Regions from separate parts of the Mus musculus genome. Here all the other regions are linked to region 6. A link is a contact called in public promoter capture Hi-C data. All regions are on one chromosome and are shown on one strand. The core of a region is the stretch at or near the end of the contact, and the rest is flanking DNA. Distances in the headings are between cores, read along the strand shown.

Region 1 (3,332 bases), core at 44-2,543, 1.2 Mb after region 6:
GCCTTGTGTGGCTTGTGGGAAAGTCCTTGATTTATTCATCATTTTATCTATGAACAGGGTCTCATGTAGCGCAGGATGACCTAAAACTCTCTGTGTTGCCAAGGGTGACCTTGAACTCAGGATCCTGTAAGCCCTATCTGCAAAGTGCTGGGGTTAGCTGGGCTTGGTGGCCCACACCTTTAACCCTAGCACTCGGGAGGCAGAGGCAGGTGGATTTCTGAGTTCGAGGCCAGCCTGGTCTACAAAGTGAGTTCCAGGACAGCCAGGGCTATACAGAGAAACTCTGTCTCGAAAAACCAAAAAAAAAAAATTCTGAGAGTTGTGGCTTGCTTTTGTTTTTCTAGCACCCGAGAGAGAGAGAGAGAGAGAGAGAGAGAGAGAGAGAGAGAGATATGGGATGACTGCTTTTCATCCAAAGTCAACCCAAGTCATACTGGTAGATTGTCTCAAAAACATCAAAACCAAAAATGAATTCACTTAGTTACCCAGAACAATGACATGAAACTATAACTGCACCATCTGCTGAACACATTGAAACCCTGTCTCTTATCTTTCTACAAAAAAAGAACCACAGGCTGTGGTTCTAGCAGCTGGCAACATTGAAGCCCAGGGCTGGGACTCAGCAGAACTTCCTCCTTTTGTTCTCTGAGGCCTTTTTTTGTTTGTTTGTTTTTGTTGTTATTTTCCGAGTCAGAGACAGGGCTGGTCTGTGTGGCTCTGGCTGTCTTGGAACTCACTATGCAGACCATGCTGGTTTCAAACTCAGAGATTCACCTGCCTCTGCCTCCTGAGTTCAGGGACTAAAGGTGTTGTGCCATCATGACAGAGCTCTCTCTGAGGTTTTATGTAGGGTTCCCTAAGAAGCTAATATTGTCTTTAAATTCTGATTCTCTTCCTCCATTTCCAAAATGCTAGGTTACAGACAAGTCTACCCATCAAGCAGGCACTTGGTGCACATACACTGAGGCAAAACACTCATACACATTAAAAAAAAAAATCTTAAAATTTAAGCAAAACAACAACAAAAAAAAACAGTGAGAGTTTATCTCGTTGGCTCAGGTCCTTGCTTGGAGCTGACCCCGCCTCGGTCCCGCCCTAAGGAGCATTTCCGCTGCGTCTCCGTATTTCACCTGTATGTATTTCACAACGCAATGTTTTCTCCCTAAGGCTCCGCCTGGCGGCCAGCGCAACGGTTTCCTCCTTGTTTAGTTGGACCACAGCGATTGACAAGTCAGTTCTCCAATCATCGTGTCAAAGTGATCACATAATTATTAACTAGGTCACAGGGGCGGTGCGGAAGTATAGAATGAATAGGAGTGACCAGGAAGTGCGAACCCAGACTGAGAAGGAGGACAGGAGCGGGCTGGCGATCTGGGAAGGTGACAGGGCATCTGGCCTCCCAAATTCCATCTCTCCTCTTAGCTGGGCCAGGGATCCATTTATTCCTGAGAACTAAGAACTCCATTTGCTCTTTGGGGGTTGTGTGTGTGTTCTAAGAGTTTTGGGACCTGGAGTGTCTTTCTTGATATTCAGGATGGGATTATTTGTTTGTTTATTTATTTATTTTTATTTATTTGTTTATTTTAGCTTCACTTCAGGGGTGCCCCCGGGGCGAGCAGGGAGTTTAGGTCCCATCTCACACTACGGATGCTTAAAGGCCTCCGGTCCCTTTCCAGGGAGAGGGAAATGAGACTTCTCCATCCAGGTGAGATAGTGAAAGTGGGAGGGGCCCTGGGAAGAGAGTTCCTGTGATTTAAATCCTGGGCTAGAGTAGGCTATGAGGATGCGGGAAAGAAAAAGGGAACTTTTTTTTTTGTTTTGTTTTTGTTTGTTTGTTTGTTTTTGTTATTTCGAGACAGGGTTTCTCTGTATAGCTCCAGCTGTCCTGGAACTTACTTTGTAGACCAGGCTGGCCTCATTCGCCTGCCTCTGCCTCCCAAGTGCTGGTATTAAAGGTGTGCACCCCCACGCCCAGCAGGGAACTTTTTTTCATTTCCTTTTGTTTTGGGTTTGACACAGGGTAGCTCTAGCTGTCCTGTAACTCTTTTTCGACCAGGCTGGTCTGGAACTCAGAGATCCACCTGCCTCTGTTTCCAGAGTGCAGCCCATTTTTAAGTGGAGGTTTATCTGTGAGAGTCTTGGTAGGGTGGAGGCTGTAGGGTGGGGCTCGGGTTCTCGAAAATCCTCCTCCCTTCCTGGAACCTTCAGACTTTGCCTGGTTTACTTCCTAGGCTTGAGCTAACATCTCGACATGTGGAATCCTAATGCTGGTAAGTTCCTGGGGGCTCTCCTCTGACCTGCCCCAGCCCATTTTGCAATGAAACAGGAAGTTTCTATCTATCCCCGCAGCCCCAAGCAAAAGCAAAGCCACCGGACCACTGCTAGTTACCAAGTTCTGCCTTTCCATAAGGCTTAAGAACGGTAGTGATTTGTATTATGTGTTGATAGAGGTTCCGGACAGTTCTAATCTTTATTCTCGGATTCTTCTTCCAGGACCGAATCCATATCCACCCCAAGTTGTGTGCCCAGGAGGTTCCAATCCTGCCTGTCCACCACCTCTCAATCCTGCCTTTCCCCCTGGCCCCTGTCCTCCCGGAATTCCCCAGGGAAACCCAGCTTTCCCTCCGTGTCGTCCCCCTTATCCTGTACCACAACCAGGGTGTCCAGGATACCAACCCTCAGGTCCCTACCCTCCCCCATACCCACCACCTGCTCCTGGCATGTGCCCCGTGAATCCTCCGGCTCCTGGCATGGTGGGTCCCGGAATCGTGATAGACAAGAAGACTCGGAAGAAAATGAAGAAAGCTCATAAGAAGTCGCACAAGCATCACAAGCACGGGAAGGTCAGTGTCATCTGGAGCCTGGCTGGGGAAGGAGCTCCGTTCAGAGGGACCAGGGGTGATCAGGAGTTGGGGAAGGACTTTCACGGTTTGTGGGCACAGGCGATGGTGTGTGGGAGCGGTAGCCCGCAACCTTGTCGCTTTAGCAGATGTAGATGGTTTTTCCTTTAAGTAAGGGGATCCTCCTGAAAGGAGTTTAGTAATATTGAGGCATCAGATCACTCCCATCTGCCAAGGAAAAGTGAAGGGGTGCGGGGAGGATTTCTGTGCCAAAAGCCCTCGACCTTCTTTACCTAACTCTTTCCCAGTAACTTCCCTCACCCACCCCGGGTGTATCCTTTGGTAAATTGGACACACCCACTGAGGTTGTCTAAATGTCAAAAGAGTGACAAAGCACAGTGACAAAGCATAATAGTTTACTGAGTGGTCATATGGCCCTTAGTTCCTGGATTTTCTTTATCTCCTTCAGTATTCCCTGGTACTGAGTTAATT
Region 2 (3,616 bases), core at 313-2,812, 1.9 Mb before region 6:
GGACTCTATGGAGGTGGTGCAGATACATCACAGGTGTGCAAGCATACTGATTTTTTTTTTTTCCTCCTTCTTCCTTGGGGCAGCTGAAGGTCATAATTGATCCCCTCCGGGTGTGCCCTGATATTAAGCGCCTGCCAGGGGCCATCCTTTCTTGCTTCCCCTGACACACCTCTGTGGAACATCCTGGACTCTCTCTGAGTCCAAGTTGGTGCCATTGAGATGATGATGTGAGGCTCCCCACATTGCAGAGGCCAGGATCTCTAGACAGCTCCACTGCTGCCAACAGATCTAATCTCCCTCTTCCAAGGCAGATGAAATCCAATAAGGCTGCTAAGTCTACAACTTATCCCTCCTCACGGGCAAAGTCAGTCCTTCAGACCGTACCAACAATACACCAGAATTATTACTATCTCCTAATAGCTCTTTGGGGGAAGAAGTGAAAGCTATTTCCCCAAGTTTTTCAGATTTATCTGTTAGCGTTATGTTCATTTTTTTTTTAAAGCTTCATGTTGAACATGGTCCAGCTTCCTCTCAGTGATACCTGCTACTAACCTCTCTATTCAGAGTCACTCACATCAACGTCCAAGCCCCAGGGCAAAGGAGAATCAGTTCGTCTTTAGAAACCATCCCTTTTGAAACCACAGAAGGACTACAAAGAACCACAAGCAACGGTACACGAACCAGTCACCAAAGTTTAACATGAAACGAGGGAGGATAAAAAACCAGGCGGGATGGTTTGTGTATTGTTTCAATTGGGGGGAAAAAACTGTCTAGTCAAATGGCTTATCCACATGTTCAGCCTAGGCAAATCCACTATAACTTAGCAGGATGCCTGCAGGCGGTCCTGAAATAAGTAGAATGGCATCGCTTCTTATCCCACCCCCCACCCCCATGGGCAGCCAGCCCCTTCTCCAATCCCCCCTTTTCCTCCCCGAAACATCTGGTCTGAACGCGAGACCCGCTCTCATGAAGGAGGAAAAATGCCTGATTTTGGCTGGGGACCCAACAGCTTCCGAAACCGTCCCACCAGCGAGGTCCCGGGAATGGAATTCCGGCAGCGGACCGGGAAGTCTGAGGGAAGTGGGGAGGGAGGAGTCTGGACCTCGGGCAGGTCCCGGGCTTGGGGACCCCTCCTCCCCGACCCCCGACGGGCCGCTCCGAGCTGCCGGCCGGGCCAGGCGTTGACGGGGCTGCGGGGGTGGGCGGGACCCGGCGGGGGCTGTGGGGGCGGCGGGAAGGCAGCAGCGCCGGTCTCACCAGCACTAGGGCGAATCTCTCTTCCAGCTCGCACGGCTCGGGCATCGGCGTCTTGCCGGGCGGCAGCAGCAGCGGGACGGAGGGCGGCTCGCCCGGGCCACCGTCGGTGCTCTCCAGGTTGCCCATCGCGGCGGGGCCTCCTCCGGGCCTCAGCCCTCCACCTCCTCGCCAGGGCCCTCAGCCGCTCCGACCTGGCTCCTCCCTCAGCGCCCGCTCCCCAGGCCCGATTCCTCCGCCCCTCAGGGGGCGCCTCGCAGTCCGGCGGGCGGCGGCGAAGCGCTCGACGCGCTGAAGCGCGCCTTATTCATGCAGGCCACGCCCACCGCCCACCGCCCCGCCCGCGCCTAACTGACAGCCGCGCCTCCCAATCACAGAGCCTCCCGCCCTCGGCGGCCTCGCGCCTGGCTGCGAGCGCGCCCTGGTGGCCCTTGGTGGGCATCCAATCGCTGTGTTTGTTGGAGGATGTAGCCACAGAGCGCGGACTGCAAAGTTAACTGGGAACACTAGGGAGACCACCATCTGTGACTCAGGTCTGTTCATTCCAGCACTGGAGAGGCTGCGGCTGAAGGACTGCTTGATTGGAGACCAGCCTGAGCTACATAGCAAGACTGTCTCAGAAAAAAAGCAACTTATCGTGAGAGCCATGTATATAACCCCGGAGAAGTCACACCACCACCTTCTGAGCTTTTGTCGACTGGAGGGAGAAATTTGCGCTTGAAAGAATGATTGAAATTAGCCGGGCGTGGTGGCGCACGCCTTTAATCCCAGCACTTGGGAGGCAGAGGCAGGTGGATTTCTGAGTTCGAGGCCAGCCTGGTCTACAAAGTGAGTTCCAGGACAGCCAGGACTATACAGAGAAACCCTGTCTCGAAAAACCAAAAAAAAAAAAAAAAAAAAAAAAGAATGATTGAAATTATTCCTGTGAGGGCTGGAGATGGCTCTGCTGTTAAGAGCAATGGCTGTCCCTCTGGAGGACCTGAGTTCCATTCCAAGCAACTACAGAGCTGCTCACAACTGTCTGTAACTCCCATTTCCAAAGGATCCGCGACACCTTCACACGTGTGATACGTAGGAAAAACACCTAGAAAATGCACGTTTTTAAAAAGGTGATTGCTGTGACCTAATGTCCATTTCGGCCTGGCTCACAGAGGATTTTATTATCCAAGGATGGTATCTCTTTTTCTGGAGCCTTACACAGACTTCTCCAGGTCTCAAGTTCCTGTACAATGCAAACAGTAAACCATACAAACAGCATATCAGAGAACAGAGGTTAGACTGTGGAAGTAAATGCCTTGGATTTGGTAGAAAGCGATCTGTTAGGTCCTTCCGCTGCTCACAGCCCTCCAGCTCTGATGGAACCGAAGACTGCTGGCTCACCACTAGACTCTGCTGCACGCCACACTGTGGCAATGCCTGCTTTCTGGAGAGGTCATGCATGCCCTTCCCTGGACTTGGCTTTAGGAAGGATGGGATTCCATCCAAAAGAGACTCGGGAGGGAGATATATTTGACACAGACATCCAGGGAGGGGAAAGGCTTCTTCCTGACAGACAGAGACAGGTGAAAGAGGCATTTAGAATAAGACCTTATCAACTGGTATGAAAATAGGAGAACAACTCTGCTCTGGCTTGTCATTACTAACAAGGTGATGGGCTTCTGTCATTTCTGTCAGCCTTTATCCCTCTTCTTCTGGTGATAGAGAAGTTCTCTTTTAGAGAACCACTAGATTCTGTTTTTGGCTGAAGTGCAGCTGGACTTTGCTCCTATCAAGGAGCAGGACTTGGCCCAAGACTGCCCAATGTTAGAGACTGTAGGACTAGTCAAGGCTGTAAAGGAAGAGTCAGGAAAGAGGCTCTCTGTTCCTGGAGCTTGAGAATTGTTAACCCATAAACCTACAGCTATTCTTGCTTACCTTGCCATCACGTCAAGCCCAACCTGCCTGAGAATGAAGCTAGTACATGGAGAACAGCTGCGAGGGTAACACAGACTCCAGATGACTGGAAACCAGATCCAACCGCTCAAGTTGTCACCCAAATGTTTTAGTCATTCATTCAACAAACGCTTTTTTGAAAAGATTATTATATGTCAGATGCTTTTCTGAGCATTGAAGATACATATGTGAGCAAAAAGAGCACACTTGTTTATCATGAATACTCAAGTAACATGGAGCATAAATAGAAATTTGACGGGAAGCGTGCCTTCTTCATCCCTGTGTGGTACCTCTTCTAATATTGACAAATCAGCCAAACATATAGCTTCCTCTTTTCCTTCTCCACGATCCTAAACATATACTTGCCCAACTTTAAAAATAAACTGTGGTGGTGCACGCCTTTAATCCCAGTACTTGGGAGGCAGAGGCA
Region 3 (3,521 bases), core at 385-2,884, 1.9 Mb after region 6:
ATGACACAAAACAAACAAACAAAAAACCAAATGTGTCTATTTTTATTAAGGTTTTCATTATTTCATCAATGACAATTATCCCTCAAACATACAGGCCTTGGCCCCACTGTTTCCATAGAAGCAACACGTTTTGACTTTTGACATGTAACTCTCAAAAACTTTCATAGAGATAGAAATACAAATACAGTGTCCCTGGAAATGGGTGCTAGTGGTTAAGTCTATTTTTCTTGGATGCTTTTCATTGCAAGTACTTTACCTAAGTCATCTCATTCAAAATTTCAATATTCTTCTCTTAAAAGTTTTCAAAGACTAAAGGCACGTTCTCCAAAGTCTCAAGTGAAGGGAGGAACGTACCAAAAACTACAAGAAAAATGATTAACTCAAGGGCCACAAGAAAACATATGTTTTCCCTAAGGTAATATACAGAATGAATGCCTTAGTTATAGGAGTCATTTTAAGTTAAAATACTCGCCCCCACAAATGCAAGAGTAAGCTTTATTGGGGGGGGGAGGGGGGAATCCTGTCTTTCTAGTGACTCCTGGCTTGCTCTAAGAATTTAACCAGCCAACTCCCGCGCTCCCCACAGGAGTCCAGCCTCTGCCTCTTGGGGAAGGCCGGCCAATCGCGCGCTTGGGGCTCATTGGCTCGGAGAGACGCAACTCAGGCGAGAAAAACCCGCCTCCCACATTCCGATGGCCCAAGGACCGATCGGTAGGCAGCTATAGGAAAACCCAATTGGCCTATAGGCTCGCCAGTCAAATGCTTCGGCAAGGCAGCTTCACAGAACCTGCAAGGATAAAACATCCCGCCCCAGTTGTCCTATTGGCTGGCCCGACCCGTCGCGGCCCCTTCACTGTCGTCGTCCACCCCCCCCCCCACCAGTTCAGCGGTCCATTCATTTCGTACAATAACCGGTGCAATGGGAGCGGGTTCAAGATCTCGTACGGGTAGACGAGACTCTGCCACTTACCCAAGATCTAAAGTGATCACTCACGCTAAGGCCTGCACGGTTCCTCTGTGGTAAAGCGGCACCACAAGCCACCGCTACCGCCGCCTTCTGCGCAATGCCAACCGCCCGCCAAAACGGATCCTTCCCTGCGCCTGCGCAACCAATCCTGGGCTTGGACCTTTTCTCCGCCCAAAACGCCTGCGCAAAACTGGACGCTGGTCCCGCCACTACGCAGGCGCCTAGGTTCACAACCCTCTCCCGCCCGCCATTTCACGTGTTCCAGGCAGCAGGCGGAACATCGTAGTGCGCCGGCGTGAACTCGCCATTTTTATTACACATGCGCCTTATAGGGAGTGGCTGGGAAAAGTCGCGGTGAGCTACTTTGTAGCGTGCGGTCCTTTGACGAGTGAGTTTGTAATGTTCGGGTGTGGGAAAGTTATGAAAGGCATTTAAAAGACGTGAATACATTCAAATATAAGTGACTGGCTAGTTAGCCAATCAATGCGATTAAGGATAAGATCCCTTGGGGCATCAGTGACTCAAAGGGGCGGAGTCTGAATAGAACGCCCAAACGGATGCCGTTTCTTAGCAGGGCGTCTTCACGGGCCAATGGTGGGAGGGAATAATTTCAAATCTCCAATAAGACTCAAGTAAGGGCGGAGTCTACCAATACCGAGAGCGAGGAGGCGGGATAAAAGGGCGAGCAGAAGGTAGGCTGGCGGGCACGTTCGTTATCGTATTCCTTTCTGCTCTTTGACGCTGCCGAGGAAGCATCGCTGAAGGCTCTCGTAACTCTACCGTCATGTCTAAGTCCGAGGTAAGTTGGATGCGCTTTGCAGCTTCTCTTTCTTCCACACTTACTGAATATAGCGGGATGTGACGTGTTTTGCTGCTCGCACCCGTGGTTTCGGTGTTTTATCGATTAGTGCTGAGGCCTACTTTAAAAAAATGCAGGTCGCCATTTTGTCCTCATAGTCACCATGAGGCTGCGATCCGACCGCCATTAACGTCCATGCACTGTTCCTTGTGGCAAACTTCACAGACTAATGATCTGGGGAGTGTGGCCTTTTCTTCCCCTCCCCCATTCTGGTCTAACAATCGCTTGTTAAAGAGATATTAAGTCTTAATGGGGATGGACCCGACTAACCTGTGCCCTTTGTTGCGCGTGCGTATGAAGTAAAAGTAAGGACGCATGCGCTGCGTGCAACTCGAGTGAATCCCCAGCAGCACCTCCTAGCCTAGGAAGGAGCACGTGGTCTCGTGCAGTAATAAAGAACAATAAAAAAGTGTAGCATGTGTTGTTGCGGGGTGTTGATTCATTTTCCCAGGTTCCAGCCCCTCCGCTAAACACTCCCTCCTCCACTTTAGTCTCCCAAGGAGCCAGAACAGCTGCGGAAGCTCTTCATCGGAGGGCTGAGCTTCGAAACAACCGACGAGAGTCTGAGGAGCCATTTTGAGCAATGGGGAACACTAACAGACTGTGTGGTAAGATTAAAAGAAACAAAAGGAAGAGCTGGCTTATTTCTTCCGATTTAATCTGCTGCTTCTTAGCTAAATTGTTTTGTGAAGTTAACTAATGGGATGGTAAAAAAAAATCTGGGGCTTTCTTCAGATCTGTAAGAAGCTTACATTTCCACCCCCCCACTCTGAAGTTTCATGTTTGCCTTGATCAGACTAGGAATGGCTTTTGATTCTGAGATCAGGCAGTGTATTGATTGAATTAACTCTAAACAGGTAATGAGAGATCCAAACACCAAGAGATCCAGGGGCTTTGGGTTTGTCACATATGCCACTGTGGAAGAAGTGGATGCTGCCATGAATGCAAGACCACACAAGGTGGATGGAAGAGTTGTGGAACCTAAGAGAGCTGTCTCAAGAGAAGTGAGTGGTTTTTCTCTTTAACCTGAGACTATGATTGGGGCAGTCCTCAATTGGGAGATCCCCCCCAAGTGGTATTAAAGGCGAGGGCCTGGAGGTGGTGGCACACGCCTTTAATCCCAGCACTCCGGAGGCAGAGGCAGGTATATTTCTGAGTTCGAGGCTAGCCTGGTCTACAGAGTGAGTTCCAGGACAGCCAGGGATATATAGAGAAACCCTGTCTCTGAAAAAAAGGGGGGGGTGGGCCACCACACCTTCCCAGTCATTTAGAAACTGCTACTACTAAATAACTGAAGTCATTTTTCCTTTTTAGGATTCTCAGCGACCAGGTGCCCACTTAACTGTGAAAAAGATCTTTGTTGGTGGTATTAAAGAAGACACTGAAGAACATCACCTACGAGATTATTTTGAGCAGTATGGGAAGATTGAAGTGATAGAAATTATGACTGACAGAGGCAGTGGGAAAAAGAGGGGCTTTGCTTTTGTTACCTTTGATGACCATGACTCTGTGGATAAGATTGTTAGTAAGTATCAGAGGACTACGTGTTCCTTAATGACTCTGGAGTCCTCTTGTGTTTTTTTTTTTTACAGTCCTGAATCTACCTTTTTCTCTTAGTTCAGAAATACCATACTGTGAATGGCCACAACTGTGAAGTAAGAAAGGCTCTGTCGAAGCAAGAGATGGCTAGTGCTT
Region 4 (3,338 bases), core at 72-2,571, 1.1 Mb after region 6:
TATTAGTTCCAAGTACTAAACGTGGTGACACCAGTCAGTGACAAAGTTTAAATGAGGAGAAAGAAGGCGAAATGGAGGCCAGAGATTGAGGTGCCTAAGGCAAAATCTTTAACCTTTGTGATTGCAAAAGGAAGTAACTAGGTTAGCGTGCTTTCTACTAAGAGGGAAAATGGAAGTAGTTTATGAGAGCTTGGCTTCACGAAGTTCCCCAGCGTGCGTTACTCTGAAAGCTGAGTTGGTTTAGCAGGTCTGGGGCAGCTTAAGAAAATGGCGCTTGCTACATCTTCCCGAAAGACTTCCATATTGGTCAGCTCAGTCGACTTGGGTTTTCGCGTGCCGTCACCAAGCTGTCGTCCCGCCCGCCGCCGCAGGGCTTCCACCCACGGCCAGGGGGAGCCGCCCGCCCATCCCGGCAGGGGTGACATTCGAGGGGTGCTGTGTAGGAGCGGGGAAGGGACAACCCGAACAGTCTCGGGCGACGCGACACTCTCGCCCTCACGCGTCTCGACTCTGACACTTGTGGAGGGCTCCACTCAAGCGCACACCCTAACGAGGGAAGGAAGCCTCCCGAGGAGGGCCAACATGGCGACCAACTCCTTTTGGCACAGCCCGGTTCCCTCCTCAGGATGGGCGGCCCTGTAACGACCATTGGCCAAAGCTAGAGGCGGTGCCATGCTGCCTTCGCTGCCTCATTGGCTTGAGTATCGGAGGAGGAAGCCTGTTCTCCTCTCCCCATTCCAAGTTCCAGCCTCCACCTTCTCCTCGGCGCGTAATTGGCTGTTCGTTCACGTCAATACGCGTCCTGTTCCGGCTCTTTTCAGTTATCGTCCAATCAGAACTTTCTTAACTGCCCGCCTGAATTCTGATTGGTTTAGGAAGCTTGCTCCTATCCCATTCCGGCCTATTTCTTACTCTTCCCCCTACACGGACTTTGCCCAGGCATGCCCAGGATTCTGGTTGGTCGTTGTCCTGTCTTTCTTACTTAAGCTCTTCCTATCCCTACCGCTCACGGAGCCCGCCTGGAGGTTGACTGGTTTCTCTGCAAGTCCATCGTCATCTCATCCCGCCCACCACCACTTCCTGAGTTTCTAATTGGTTGCTAAAACTGAGAGGGCGGCCTTTCTGGGCGGAAACCAAGTACGCAACTTGCTCTTACACGCCTCAGCGAGAGAGCGAGTCCTACCATTGGGTAGGCAGCCCGCCTTTCCTCTGCAAGGCCCTCCTTTCACCCTCCCTCATTGGGCGGGGCAGTAGATAAGGGGCGGGGATTAGGCCGGGCTTGTGGTGCGCTGCTCCCTCCTCCTTACCCCCCCCTCCCTGTCCGGTCCGGGTTCGCTTGCCTCGTCAGCGTCCGCGTTTTTCCCGGCCCCCCCCAACCCCCCCGTACAGGACCCCCTTGAGCTCGCCCCTCAGCTGCCACCATGAGCGGTAAGGATGAGTCCACTCCGAGCCTAGGGGTGGGAGGGGAGTGAGGGGGCGCGCGCGAGGACCGACCGGGCGGTCCCCGCTGTGAGGGGGGGCGGGCGGGAGGCGGCGGCGGCGGCCTTGGTCCCGCCCGGGGCGGAGGGAAGGGAGGGAGAAGGGGCAGTGGCGGGGCCTCGGAGGAGGAGGGGGATGGGCTACCCGCCCCGGGGGAGGGGGCAGCGTGGCCTCGCCCGCCCCCTGCCCGCCCCGGCCACGAGGGACGGGCCTTACCCCCCACTACCCGGCCGGCCGCCTGAGGCTCCTCCCGTCGGGGGCTGGCGCCGCGGGGGCGGCCCGACCAGTGCAGGCCCCGCCTGGGCCAACCGCCTCCCCGGTCCGCCCGCCCTCCGGTCGCAGCCTGCCCCGGGCCCTCCCCCGCACCCCCGTAAATTTCCCTTCCCCCATCCGACCCGCCCTTGCCACGCCTCTATCCCCGAAACCGCCCCTTCCTTCTTTGGACCGCCTCCTCAGCCCCAAACCTGGGTTCTAATCCCTAGACCCTTACCTGTCCTCTCAGATGTTTCCTCACCTTCTCTTAGGATTTACTCTTTCTCAGTCCCTTCCTGTTATTGTTTACACTAGATCTTTCTTCATCTCTTATAGTCCTAATTTTAGCACACTTTCCATCCACCCACATGTTGGGTCTCCTTTTCCTTCCAGGATGCATTTTTTTTTTTTTTCTTTTTTGAGATAGGTTCTATGTGGTATTCGTAGTAACTCGAAGTTACTATTGCAGCCCTCAGACTTTTAGCTGTCTAGGTGCCTCTTCCTCTTGAGTGCTGGGATTAAGAGTGCTATCAACCCTAAGGAGCAACTCTTTATTTCTGAGACACTGAAATTCCAAATTCCCTTTCTCAAAAGGGCTATTTGTATTGGGATCAGTTCTTACTCTGTAGGCCTGGAAGACCTAGAACTGGTGAACCACCTGGCTCATCCTTCCAAGTCTTGGGATTATAGGTGTGAGTCACCATGCCTAGCTTCCAAAGCAATTTTTGAGTCATTTCTGGGGTTAATTTGTGCATAGGAAAATAGTGGCCTGTCTTGGGCACCATTAAGCTATGTGTCTATGGCTTTGGCATCCCAATTTACTATGTAGCTGAGGATTTCTTTGAACTTTTGCCTCCACTTCCAAATTCTGGGATTTTAGGCTTACCACCATATTTAGACCTATCTGGCTAAGATCTTTTTAAAAACTGTTCTGTCAGTCATTGCTGACGGTCAAATCCTTAATTTTAAATCTTATGTTGTTTTTAACACACCCCCCCCTACACACACACATACACTTAATTTATTTCTTTTGTAATTATTTTTAGACCAAGATCACTCCATGGATGAAGTGACAGCTGTGGTGAAGATTGAAAAAGATGTTGGTGGCAATAATGGGGGTAGCGGCAATGGTGGCGGTGCCGCCTTTTCTCAGACTCGAAGCAGCAGCACAGGCAGTAGCAGCAGCAGTGGTGGCGGAGGAGGGCAGGTGAGTGATCAAGGATGGGGAATGTGTTGAAAGGGTATAAATATTCTTAGAAACTTCCTTAACCAAAAATTCTGGGAAGAAAAATACAGTAGGGAAGTACACTCAGAAAGATAGGTGATCTAGAGGGTCCCCAGATACGAAAGTTGGAACAGTATACAGAAAGTGAGCATTTTGTTTCTGGTTTTTGCTCTATATTCCTGCATTGTTGCTGTTTTGTCTGTTGAATACTGCCCCCTAGGCCAGCTATTGGGTGCCACTAACTCCTTTCCTCTCTTCTGGCCAGGAATCCCAGCCATCTCCTTTGGCTCTGCTGGCAGCAACCTGCAGCAGAATTGAGTCACCCAATGAGAACAGCAACAACTCCCAGGGTCCGAGTCAGTCAGGGGGCACAGGTGAACTT
Region 5 (3,388 bases), core at 696-3,195, 1.4 Mb after region 6:
TCCTGGGTCCTCTGCTCTTGGAGCACCTGCTCTTGGGGGCACCGATCCGTGAGTTGCCTATCTCGATCAACTCTAGGGAAGCAGAAGAAGGCGAGCTTTGGCTTTCCTCCAAGGCTAGAGAAGGGGAGGATAATAGGAAAGACAGGTTCTGTCCTTCAACTTCTATTCCAGGAAATCAAAACTTCTGGAGGTGGCAGTTCAAGGGTGGAGTGAAATATTCAGTAGGAAGGTGGTGGTGTGCAGAGATGGAATGTGGGGGCCTGGAGCCAGGAAAGCCCCGCCCTTAGGCAGGGAAACAGGTTAGAAATAGGGTAAGTCAGGGGCCCTGAGAAGGGGAAATATACATTCGGCGTTGAGAAAAGGCAGAGATCAACGAGAAACATTCTCCCCCCCCCCACCCCCATCTTGACGGGAGCAGAGCTAGAAAGCTAATGATTTGTTTGGGTGTTAGCCCAGCTCCAGTACCCTATACCCATTTTCTTGTTGGCTCCTCTTAGCCTCAATTCTAAGAGTCCAAATCTTGACATATGTTTGGGTTAATGGCAGGAGATAAGCAGATAAAATGGAGTTAGCTAGGGAGAACTAATTGGAAAATAGATAATAATAATAATAATAGCAACAACAACAATCAAGAGTTCAGGGGGTAGAATAGTTGGGTGGGTAGAGGTGCTTGCCACCAACTCAAGGTTGGGAGAAGAGAACTGATATCCCCAAGCTGTGCTCAGACTTCTGTACACCTATCTTCACACAGACACAGACAGACAGACACACACACACAGAAGTAAAAAAAAAAAAGTTAAAACAGAGTAGTACTCAGAGATGAATAAGAACAAAGTATGGATGGTGTACATGTTTGAAATGAAACTCACTGTATATTAACTTAAAAAAAAAATACACCTCAGTCCAGAGCGGGGAGGCAGCCCTTTTCTCTAGCCCACACATCTGCTTCCTGTGTCAGGTGCAGCTGATGTGTCCAATCAGACATCACCACTAGTCATATGCACACCCCCAAACATCACAAACCCACACCAGGCTGAGACAGTGGGGGAGGAACTTTAAAAGAAATTAAACACTCCATGGAGAAGGAAAGGTGGGCCAGCAATGCAATAGGAAACAGTTTCTTTGTCGGCTTTTTTTTTTTCATCTATGAAAAATCTCTCATTACAGCTACTCCGTGTTTTCTTCAATATAAGTCTTCTTAGGTTAGAGTGAGATCTGTCTCTAAAGTTCTACCCGTTGAGAACCCCAAACCCCTCCTTTCCCACAAAGACAATCTGTAACAGCTGCAGATATTCTTCAGAACTGAAAGTGTATGTGGTCAGATGCTGATGTTCAAATGCATTCTCTCTCTCTCTCCCTCTCTGTGTGTGCGTGTGTGTGTGTGTCCCCTCTCCACTGTAGGGCTCTCAGCGTTTTGGCGTTCCACAAGTTGGAAGTTTTCCCCTCAGGGATTCAGCGTAGTAAAGGCCTTTGGATCTTTGGATTTGGGTAAGAGAGAGAAGGTCTGTGAGGGCAAAGACTTGCCTGGAAAAGATTAAGCAAATATTTCAGTCCCTTCAAGCTTCCATAATCGGATCGAGCTTTACTGAGGAGGCCCCGCAAGAAAGTGAGGACAATGCGGGCTACTCCTCAAGGCCCCCCTTGAAACCAACAAAACCGAAACGTGGGGGAGGCTTCCTTAGTGCGTAAAGTATTAAAACCTAAACGCTCCTACCGTCCTCTTCTACAGTTCTCTCGGATTAGCCTTTCGCAGGCTGAGAAGCGGGCTGACCACCCCCGCGTAAGCCCACCCTCAGTTAGGCCAAGTTTCTTACCCCACGGACGGATCAGCTGTTCCCCTCACCTTTCACCAACAACAAAAACAGCACTCCGACTATAGGAGGGGAGGGGAAGAGTGACGCGAGAGCTTCTGGGGCTTGTGGTTCTTCTATGACTCGACACTGTCTACTTTTCTACCTGTGGAACTACATGTCCCAGGAGGCTGCGCGCGAGGGGCGGGGAAGAGGGCGGGGCGGTGATGGACTCAGCGTGGCATCCCGGGAGATGTAGTTCTTACTCCCGAGGCAGTTCAGGAGGGTGTGTCTTCCAAAGGACTTCACGGCCCATGATTCCTTAAGAAAGGGCAGGCTGATCTAGTGGAGGCTGCTGGTTCGTAGCATGCTTAGTGGGAGAGTTGACGGCTTTAACGCGTTCTGCACAGCTCTTTTCGGTGGGGCGGAACGCTTCCAGCACAGCCTTCTTGTTCGCTTTTACAAGATAGGCTGTAGTGTTATATCTACTTACAAAAGAAAAAACTTGTCTAAGGAATCCTCTAGGGTCAGGGCTATGAAACTGTAGAACTCTGCCAGGCCTCTCCCAAGCTACGAGCTACAGCCACCATGTTGTGGGTGGGGAAACTCACAGGGGTGGTAGTGGTTATTTATTTTTAGCTTGTTCTGACTTCAGGGTTGACAGAGCTTGTAAAAGTCTCAAAGCTTACTGTTTGGTTCCAGCTTGAGAAGATTTCCATGCCAAGGGGTCCGATAACACACACACACACACACACACACACACACACACACACACACACATACCACACCTGCACGTGCTCCCCCTGGAGTGGCTTCTGGGGCTAGGATTAGGGGACATAGCTTGAAATGGTGGCTAGGCTGTGGAATGAAAAGCATGCGGTTGAAGAGAGAGCTTGGCAGGACTGCCACAGCTCACAACAAGCTACTTAGAGAGGCTTGTTTGCCCAAGCCTTTTAACTGGCTTAAATTAATTAGAGCAACAATACAATTGTTGCTATAGGGTTGTTTTTTGTTTGTTTGTTTGTTTTGTTTTGTTTTGATAGGCGAAAGAGTCACACTGTTCCCACACCGCAGTCACTTAAGGACTTGAACCGTCCTCATCGTTGTGGGTGGCCTCCAACCCTGGAAGAGTTCAACCCCCCCCCCCTTTCTCAATATTAAAGGATTAAGTGAGATGTAATGCTACACACCTATAACCCTAGCAATTGAAGAGGCAGAGGCAGGGAGATCCTGGAGATTTCGATTCTGACTCAGGCTACACAGGAGACCCTGTCTCACAAATAAATAGTTATGCCGGAAAGACAGCTGTCCTCTCCTGGTTGGGTCCATTCTAATTATCTGTGGCAGTAGGTTCTGGCGGCGCCTCTTCTTTTACTTTTTTTTTTTTTTTGGTAGTTTTTTTTTTTTTTTTCCTTTTAAGATTGAATAGGGTATTTGATGCTGTCCTTGGGTGCCTTTCATTTGAAGATCTCCAAGCATTAAGTCACTGGGCTGCACAAACATTAAGATGACATGTCTGTGTCATTAGTCAGGATTTATGAGTTAGGGCACAAGCTGCTGGATGGGGAGATAGTTCAAGGTCCTGGGTTAGCTACGAG
Region 6 (3,375 bases), core at 641-3,140:
ACAGGGGTGTCTGCACAGGCCCGTCCACACAGGCCTATCAATCTACACAGGGGTGTCCACACAGGCCTATCAATCTACACAGGGGTGTCCACACAGGCCTATCCACACAGCCCCATCCACACAGCCCCGTCTACACAGGCCTATCCACACAGCCCCATCCACACAGCCCCGTCTACACAGGCCTGTCCACACAGCCCTGTCTACACAGTCCCATCTACTCTGTGTCTTCTTCTGAGCTTTGCTCACCTCTGAGGAGACTGAGCACTGCTGAGTGAGCTCCTGTGGGGAGGGACACTGAAGCTGATGCTGGCTGGGGCCTGGGCGTGGTCCTGGAGCAGGGCAGCTAGAGATGTGCCTGCATTCTCTGGCTGTTTTCCTGGCAGGGTCAGGTTTTCTGCTCAGCCTCCGGATGCTCTGGCTTGGCACTGAAGAAGGTGTCTTCACAAGTTTCCCTGGTGTGCTTTGGTCTAGGTGTGTCCTATCTTTTGTTTTGTTTTTGTTGAGGTGTAAGTTAGAGGTGACCCTTTCTTGTTTTGTCTTGTTTTTGAGGCAGGGTCTACATTGTCCAGTCCTGGGACTTGCTTTATAGCCCAGGCTAGCCTCAAACTCAGATCCACCTTGCTAGCTGGCTCTGTGATCTACTTGAGTCCGAAGTTTCTAGGTAGTCCTAGCTGGCCTCAAACTCATGCTATAGTCTGACCTTGGGATTCCGTGCTATTCTGACCTGTTTTATGTTGGGCTGGGATTTAAAACCTGAAGCTTCCTGTTGGACAAGTTGCTAGGCAGGCATTCTACCAACTGGGCTGTATCCCAAGTCTCTCCAGAGTGGCTTTATGTTTGAAATGGGAACTTGAAATTTGCTAAAGGATCTTGCAGCAGACCCGGGCAGGCTTCTCTGCCTGCAGATTGCACTGGACTTGACCCCTGGCTGTGTGACAGGTACCCAGCTGGCAGTGGCTGTGTAGACACCAAGACAGTGATGTGTTCACCCTCTGCAGAATTATGATTCCCATGAGGTAGGACCGTGGGCCAGATCTCTGCTCCCTTCCTAAATTGTTTCAGTTCATAATTACATCAGTCCCTACACCCCTCCTTGCTCTCTAGATCTGCTGTGTTCTCGGTAAAGAGGACTTCTTGGACAAGAAGACAGGAGAGAAGGAATGGAGGTAGGCCTTGCTATCTGGGTACTTCTAGCCATTCTCTCTGCCCTGGGGTCTGGAGTACTGTGTTCTGCCTGTCTGCCCTGAAGGAAGACTTTCCACCATTCGGACTGTCCTGTGTGTGAGAATTGTTTCAGGAACAGAAAGCTGTCTGTCCCGTGCTTTGCTCAGAGTGGTCAGCACTTGGGATGGGGTCTAAGAATTGTAGACACAGCTGGGCAGTCATGATGACCACCTTTAATCCCAACACTTGGGAGGCAGAGGCAGAGGCGCAGGGGCAGAGGGGCAGAGGGGCAGAGGGGCAGAGGGGCAGAGGCGAGGCAGAGGCAGGTGGATTTCTGAGTTCGAGACCAGCCTGGTCTACAGAGTGAGTTCCAGGACCGCCAGGGCTACACTGAGAAACCCTGTCTCGAAAACAAACAAACAAGAATCGTAGATGCTCTGAAAGCCCCGAGGATGCAGAATCTTGGCCTTTTTCTATGGAGGAAAGTCGTGGAAACGGGCCTTTTAGGCTTACCTGGCAATTTTGAATGATGGACATAGGTTTGGAGAACAGATAGGCTGGGCCTAAGGATCCAGCCTGTCAGAGAAGGACCTCGAGGCCACTCTGGAGGAGTCTGTCTAGGAGGGGCCTGAGCGCTGCTCTGCACGCACTTGGGTAGAGTGGGCGGTAGGGCCCTGGGAGGCCCGCCCCTTAGAGACTTCTGACACAGCCTCAACTCTCAAGGGTAGTGTGCACATCTGGGCAGCTGGTGGGAGCATGAACGGCTCACAGGTGGGAGCTGCAGCCAAGGCTGCCTGGCTGAGCTGCTGCAACCAGTCCGGGCTGCCACTCGGACCCCCAGAGGGGCCACGCATGGTGCAGGCAGTCGTGCTGGGCGTCCTGTCACTTTTGGTGCTCTGTGGGATCCTGTTCCTGGGTGGTGGACTCCTCCTCCGCGCTCAGGGCCTGATAGCCCTGCTGGCCCGAGAAAGGCATTCAACCCCCGAGGCTGAGCCTGGTGCCTGTGGAGGGGATGACGACTCCTAGGTGTCAGCTGCTCTTGAGATTCAGCCTGTTCTGTGCCACGCCATCCAGAGTTCATTTCTGTGAGGCACAGCGGAAGGTCCAACCCACAAGCTCTTATTTCCCGCACAGGTGAGAGCCTTGAGACACAGGGAGTCTGGGGTTGGGGCTGCGTGGGGTGGGCACAGTGATGGTCTCTGTTCTCATTAGGTGGACATCACTGGGTACAGACAGCTGCTCAAGGCCAGGGTAGAGCTGGAGGTCCCTGTGCCTCTGAGGCACAGACAGCCTTCGTGTCCCTTATGCTAAAGGAGGGAGGCCGGAGAGTTCTGTGAATGGGAGCTCTTTGTGTACCTATGTTTCCCCGTGTTCTGCATCTGCCCAGGTTAACTTGTGGTCTGCTGGACTCAGCAGGACCCTCTGTTCTAGAGGCTAATACAACCCAGCCTGAGCTCTCAGCTTGCTGCTGTCTCCTTCCCAAAGCTTCTGTCCAGGGAGGGAGTGGGCAGGCTGGGGCCCACCGGAGGTGAAGGTAGAGGAGAGAGATTCTTCACTCCCATTAGAGGTACCCCTGGTTGGGTGAACAGTGGGGACAGAGAGATGTGCCAAAGACTCCTCTCCTGGCTCCCCGCTCACGTGTAGCTCAGCCAGAAGCTTTGTGTGCTGTGTTGGGGGTGGGGACAGCAAGGTTTCGTGCAGGAGCATATGCGGAGGAAGGAGAAGGCTGAGTACTCCCAGCTGTGGGGGCTGCGTCTGGGTCTCCCGCCTCTAGCTCTCTAAGGACAGGAACCATCTGGAGAGAAGGGTCTGGGTGGCCCAAAGGACAAAGTAACTCCAGTCCAAGGCCACCTCAGGCTGAACCATGAAATGGGGGTGGGGGGTGCCTTTACCATCCCATTGATATTCAGCTGTGTGTAGGGGCTACTGGGGACGTCTGTGAGTGGCCGTCTCTTGGCGACTCTCAAGGCTCCTACTTTCAAGTTACCGCCAGGAATACGGTGGTGCAGGATGCCCGTGATGATGGCCTGGTGAGGGGCTGAGGGTGTGGGTAGGTGGAGGTAATCTGCTGTGAAGCTGACGATGTGTGATCCTTGCTTAGCACCTAAGGGTTTGGCACCAATTCTGGGCAGCCGTGCCATGTTAGCCTCAAGAGTGACAGAGTTCACATCTGAGATGTCTCCTCCACAGCCGGGGAGTGCACTGCCAGGG
Region 7 (3,568 bases), core at 230-2,729, 1.4 Mb after region 6:
ATTGAGTCGAAACCCAGTACTTCTTTAAAACTTTTGCAATAGAGGCTTAAGCTGGGTTGATGGCTTAGATGATGGTGCCTGCCACACCCCGTGCGCTGGGTACCTATGGAAGCAGGTGGCCTGAAGCTGACTGGCTTGCAATCAGAGTCGATGAGCTTCAGGTCAGTAAGACATCCTGTCTCGAAAGGTGAGGGTGGAGTGGAAATGCCCCCCACATTAACCTCTCAGCATGCATGCATACATGTCACCATACACGTGAATAAAGGGAGGTCTGAAGTTAGGCATGGTGGTATGTGCAAGTGATCCTAGCACTGGGGAGGCTGATGCAGAAGGATCATAAATTTGAGGTAAACGTGGGTTAGAGTCAAGAAGCCAAAATAAAATGGAAGACGTTTTTCCAAAAACAAGTTTTAACATGGTAACTTATAAAATGTAGTTCTGGCAATACTCTAATTACTGCCCAACCCACTGCTTGCTTGCAGAGAACTCAGTAAACAATTCTTAAAAAAAAAAAAAAGTAGGGGAATTAAATTTAATAGTTTACAAACATATGGAATAGTATAATCTGTTGCTGGTGTGTAATAAACCCAAGCGTATCATTCGGCGAGCCCTTCCAGTGGTCACTTAATATGGGCAAGCCCACACCAGAGCAATGAAACCCTCCACAATGAGAATTCCCCACTTAACCATTCCGTTCCTTAAACCTTCCCACTAGCTGGCAGGTATAAATTCTAAAGCTCGTATTGCTCCCATCTTCTGGGCTTGCTGCCTAACAGAAACCTCCATTTCCACCATTTAAGATTTTATTTCTAACTTCATTAGTATGTCAGGGCCTTCATTAGAGGCAACCAGTTTCTAAGGGAACAGGCCTCGCTCAGGCCTCACTCCTGCCACCTGTGCACAGGCCGGTTAGCCTGTTCTGTTACTCTCTACCACGTTCAGTTTATTTCAAACTGAAGGATGCTGACTAGGGAGATGATGGCTTTGGACGGTGAACTAGCTTGACTGCGCCAGAGGTCCTGAGGTTCAAAGTCTGCAAGCTTCAAAAAAATAAAAAATAAAGGCTATTTTGATTCAGGATGACAAGGGGAGGCAAAGGTAGGAGGGGAGAGTCTGGGGTCATGACAATGGTGAAAGGCGTGTGGGTGAGCGAAGAGCACCCATAAAAGCCTTGGTTCGCGCCCGGAGAGAACACGCTCGCCAGCATCTGCCTTTCGCCGGCCGCAGAGCCCCCAACCCCCGTGAGACACCCAAGATGGCGCCAGGCCCGCGCGGTTAGAGGTCATCGGCACGAGGAAGGGGTAGCCCTCCGCGTGGGGATGCCGGGACCGCGAGGGCTCAGGGACCCGCGTGGGAGCTAGCAAGGTCAGGGCGGCCACGCGTCCTCGCAAGGGGTACTGCTGCGCGCGCCTGCGCGGCACGAAGAGGACGCGAGGCCTCAAGGCCTTACCTGCTCCCAGGGCAGAGAAGACAGAGAGGGGCGGGGGCGCGGGAAGCGCGAGGGAAGGCTCTGCGCATGCGCGGCCGGAGCCAACGAGTCGCTTTTCTCCATGGATAGAGTGGACACAAGCTAGAGGATCGGCCGGGACGCCACAGCTCCCTCTGCCAGGTTGGTGGTGTCTTGGGGGACAAGCACTCCACCTGGCGTCCAACAGGAGAAACTGCAAAAGGAGCCCACCGTGCACGGAAGAGCCGCCAACTCTTGCTGATCTGCAACGTGGTGGAACTGTGGACTGCACAGCATTTTTGGAGTCTTGGACTCGAGTCCCCTTTCCGAGCATGCGCAAAGTTAAGGAAAAAAAAAAAAACCAAAAAACACCCTACCCAGTCTACTCGGAAATTGTTTATAGCATACAGTAGGGATTGGGGTTCAGTGCCTAAAATGTAGCAGGGGAAAATAAAATCACAGAACTCTTGGCTTCTTGTCACCCTCAGGACACTGGCAACGTTGGGTGGGAGATGGGAACTGGCCCAATGCTATTAGCAAAATGCCATGGCAGTTTCTGCTTTAACTTATTTTTATTTTTGTTTTCCCTATCTCGTTGATGAGCAAAGCATGAAAAAAACCCAGCATCTTCGAGTCATAAGACTGGGGGGGTAAACAAGGCCTGATTCTCCCTTTTGTGAGTCCTGGGATCAATTAGGGATAACCGCACCTGTGGCCTGCAGTAGGGGTGCGAAGTCACCCCAGGCGACCAGTTTACCTCCTGTCGGACTTGCTGGGGGGCGAGCTGGAATAAGTAGTCGCCTGCGAGGTGCTCTCCCCAAGCAAGCCCCTACTTTTCTTCACTGCCCTTTCGCCCGTCCCTCCCCCAGTGGCGGTGGGCGGGGGCTTTCCTGCGCTAGTCCTGGAGCAGGCCTTTGTGTACACGCAGGAACGCACGAGCCTAGCAGACGGCTGCAAGGCTGACCCAGCCCCTTAGCCCGGCTGTCCGGTTAGGGTGCTTGGACGCAGCGCGAGAAAGACGGGAAGAGCTCACCAAACCCCCATAAAAAAATAAAAAGAAAGCCGCGGCTGTAAATAAAGGCAAATCCGCCACCCTCTGAGGGGCCGTTTGTCCTCCCCTCCTTGGCCCCGTCCTTCCCGCCACCCCCTCCCGGCCCCCGGCCCCGCGGCGCCCCGGCCCCAAGCTCCTCCATTTAATCGGATTTGGGAGAAGGGGAGGATAAATCACGGCAGCAGCTTTACGGTCCCGGAGGAGAGGCGAGCCGCAGCCAGGCACACCCCGGCCGGCGATAAAAACCGCCGCTGAAAGCCCACGGAGCAATTTCCCGGGACCCCGAGCGACGCCATTACAGGAATGTAATTTTGCCCGGATGAGGCCCCGAGTTTAATTATCCTCGCGGAGGAATTTCAATGCGGCCAATCCATCTTGCAGGCGGGCGGCAGAGGGATTTATATGGGCCCGTTATTTCACACCGATCCTCCATCTGCATTTTTATGGCCCTGAGCTCCTGAAAGGGAGGGAAAGTGTGGGGAGAAATGGAAGAAGAGGGTGGAGGACTCCCCGCCTTTCCTAAACCTTGGATTTCAGCTGGATTAGGATGCTCGCAGGTTCTCCTGAGGTCCCCAAATCTCCCTCCAGTGCCAGTTGTTGACCTGGGCAGGGGCAGAACCGGGATCTTTAGGAAGCAACAGGTATTTTTCCAAGTACTAAGCAGTGTGAGATGCCGTGTGAGAAAAGGCAAACCCGCCACCCTCTGAGGGGCCCAGGCTAGCAGGGCTTAGGAGTTGGTCCCTTGAGGTTCCCTGAACACCCCGCTCCGCCAAAAACTGAATTCTTTGTAGCTCTTAGTTTCATACCCTAAGAGGCACAATCTATAGTTCTTAGGAGCTGCCGCCACCAAATGGTGTTGCAGCTGTTGGTTGCGACAATTTAGAGATCTCGTATATATATCGCTAACAAAATCCCGGAGGAGGATGAATCAGAGAAAGGGCCTGTGAGGAGCTAACCCTGGCTTCTCCTAAAAGTTACTGCAGAGTCTGATAATTCCCTGGCCCGAGTGGTAGGATTTAGTTAGACAAACCTGAGTTCCCAAATCACATGTGACCTTGGGCAAGTTATTT

What was found. Promoter capture Hi-C pulls out the DNA fragments that hold promoters and counts their contacts.
Region 1: a promoter capture Hi-C map of hippocampal neurons shows a contact between it and region 6, with 5 times the contacts expected there. The contact joins the promoter of Prr13 here to the promoter of Smim41 in region 6. A contact is called at or near these places in 3 of 39 promoter capture datasets (cranial neural crest, hippocampal neurons and pre-B cells) and 1 of 9 other capture datasets (adipose tissue).
Region 2: a promoter capture Hi-C map of liver shows a contact between it and region 6, with 5 times the contacts expected there. The contact joins the promoter of Fmnl3 here to the promoter of Smim41 in region 6. A contact is called at or near these places in 2 of 39 promoter capture datasets (liver and pre-B cells).
Region 3: a promoter capture Hi-C map of pre-B cells shows a contact between it and region 6, with 2.7 times the contacts expected there. The contact joins the promoter of Hnrnpa1 here to the promoter of Smim41 in region 6.
Region 4: a promoter capture Hi-C map of pre-B cells shows a contact between it and region 6, with 6 times the contacts expected there. The contact joins the promoter of Sp1 here to the promoter of Smim41 in region 6. A contact is called at or near these places in 3 of 39 promoter capture datasets (the C10 cell line, hippocampal neurons and pre-B cells).
Region 5: a promoter capture Hi-C map of pre-B cells shows a contact between it and region 6, with 2.4 times the contacts expected there. The contact joins the promoter of Calcoco1 here to the promoter of Smim41 in region 6. A contact is called at or near these places in 2 of 39 promoter capture datasets (erythroid cells and pre-B cells).
Region 7: a promoter capture Hi-C map of pre-B cells shows a contact between it and region 6, with 7 times the contacts expected there. The contact joins the promoter of Atp5g2 here to the promoter of Smim41 in region 6. A contact is called at or near these places in 2 of 39 promoter capture datasets (embryonic stem cells and pre-B cells).

The regions. Positions count from the first base shown.
Region 1 is chr15:102,457,877-102,461,208 of GRCm38.p6, forward strand. Prr13 (proline rich 13) reads left to right here and starts at 1,294. Exons shown (of 4, transcript NM_001170911.1): 1 at 1,294-1,379; 2 at 2,232-2,270; 3 at 2,494-2,843. The coding sequence starts at 2,252.
Region 2 is chr15:99,368,920-99,372,535 of GRCm38.p6, forward strand. It overlaps Fmnl3 (formin-like 3), which reads right to left and starts at 1,563. Exons shown (of 27, transcript NM_011711.2): 1 at 1,258-1,563. The coding sequence starts at 1,383.
Region 3 is chr15:103,238,763-103,242,283 of GRCm38.p6, forward strand. Hnrnpa1 (heterogeneous nuclear ribonucleoprotein A1) reads left to right here and starts at 1,635. Exons shown (of 11, transcript NM_001039129.4): 1 at 1,635-1,766; 2 at 2,318-2,434; 3 at 2,684-2,830; 4 at 3,141-3,351; 5 at 3,444-3,521. The coding sequence starts at 1,752. It overlaps Cbx5 (chromobox 5), which reads right to left and starts at 1,090. Exons shown (of 5, transcript NM_001076789.2): 1 at 971-1,090.
Region 4 is chr15:102,404,995-102,408,332 of GRCm38.p6, forward strand. Sp1 (trans-acting transcription factor 1) reads left to right here and starts at 1,322. Exons shown (of 6, transcript NM_013672.2): 1 at 1,322-1,428; 2 at 2,778-2,938; 3 at 3,222-3,338. The coding sequence starts at 1,422.
Region 5 is chr15:102,720,233-102,723,620 of GRCm38.p6, forward strand. It overlaps Calcoco1 (calcium binding and coiled coil domain 1), which reads right to left and starts at 1,946. Exons shown (of 15, transcript NM_026192.3): 1 at 1,815-1,946.
Region 6 is chr15:101,291,335-101,294,709 of GRCm38.p6, forward strand. Smim41 (small integral membrane protein 41) reads left to right here and starts at 1,891. Exons shown (of 2, transcript NM_001369218.1): 1 at 1,891-2,298. The coding sequence starts at 1,921. The coding sequence ends at 2,190.
Region 7 is chr15:102,669,568-102,673,135 of GRCm38.p6, forward strand. It overlaps Atp5g2 (ATP synthase, H+ transporting, mitochondrial F0 complex, subunit C2 (subunit 9)), which reads right to left and starts at 1,480. Exons shown (of 5, transcript NM_026468.2): 1 at 1,451-1,480. It overlaps Mir688 (microRNA 688), which reads right to left and starts at 2,299; the gene lies at 2,225-2,299.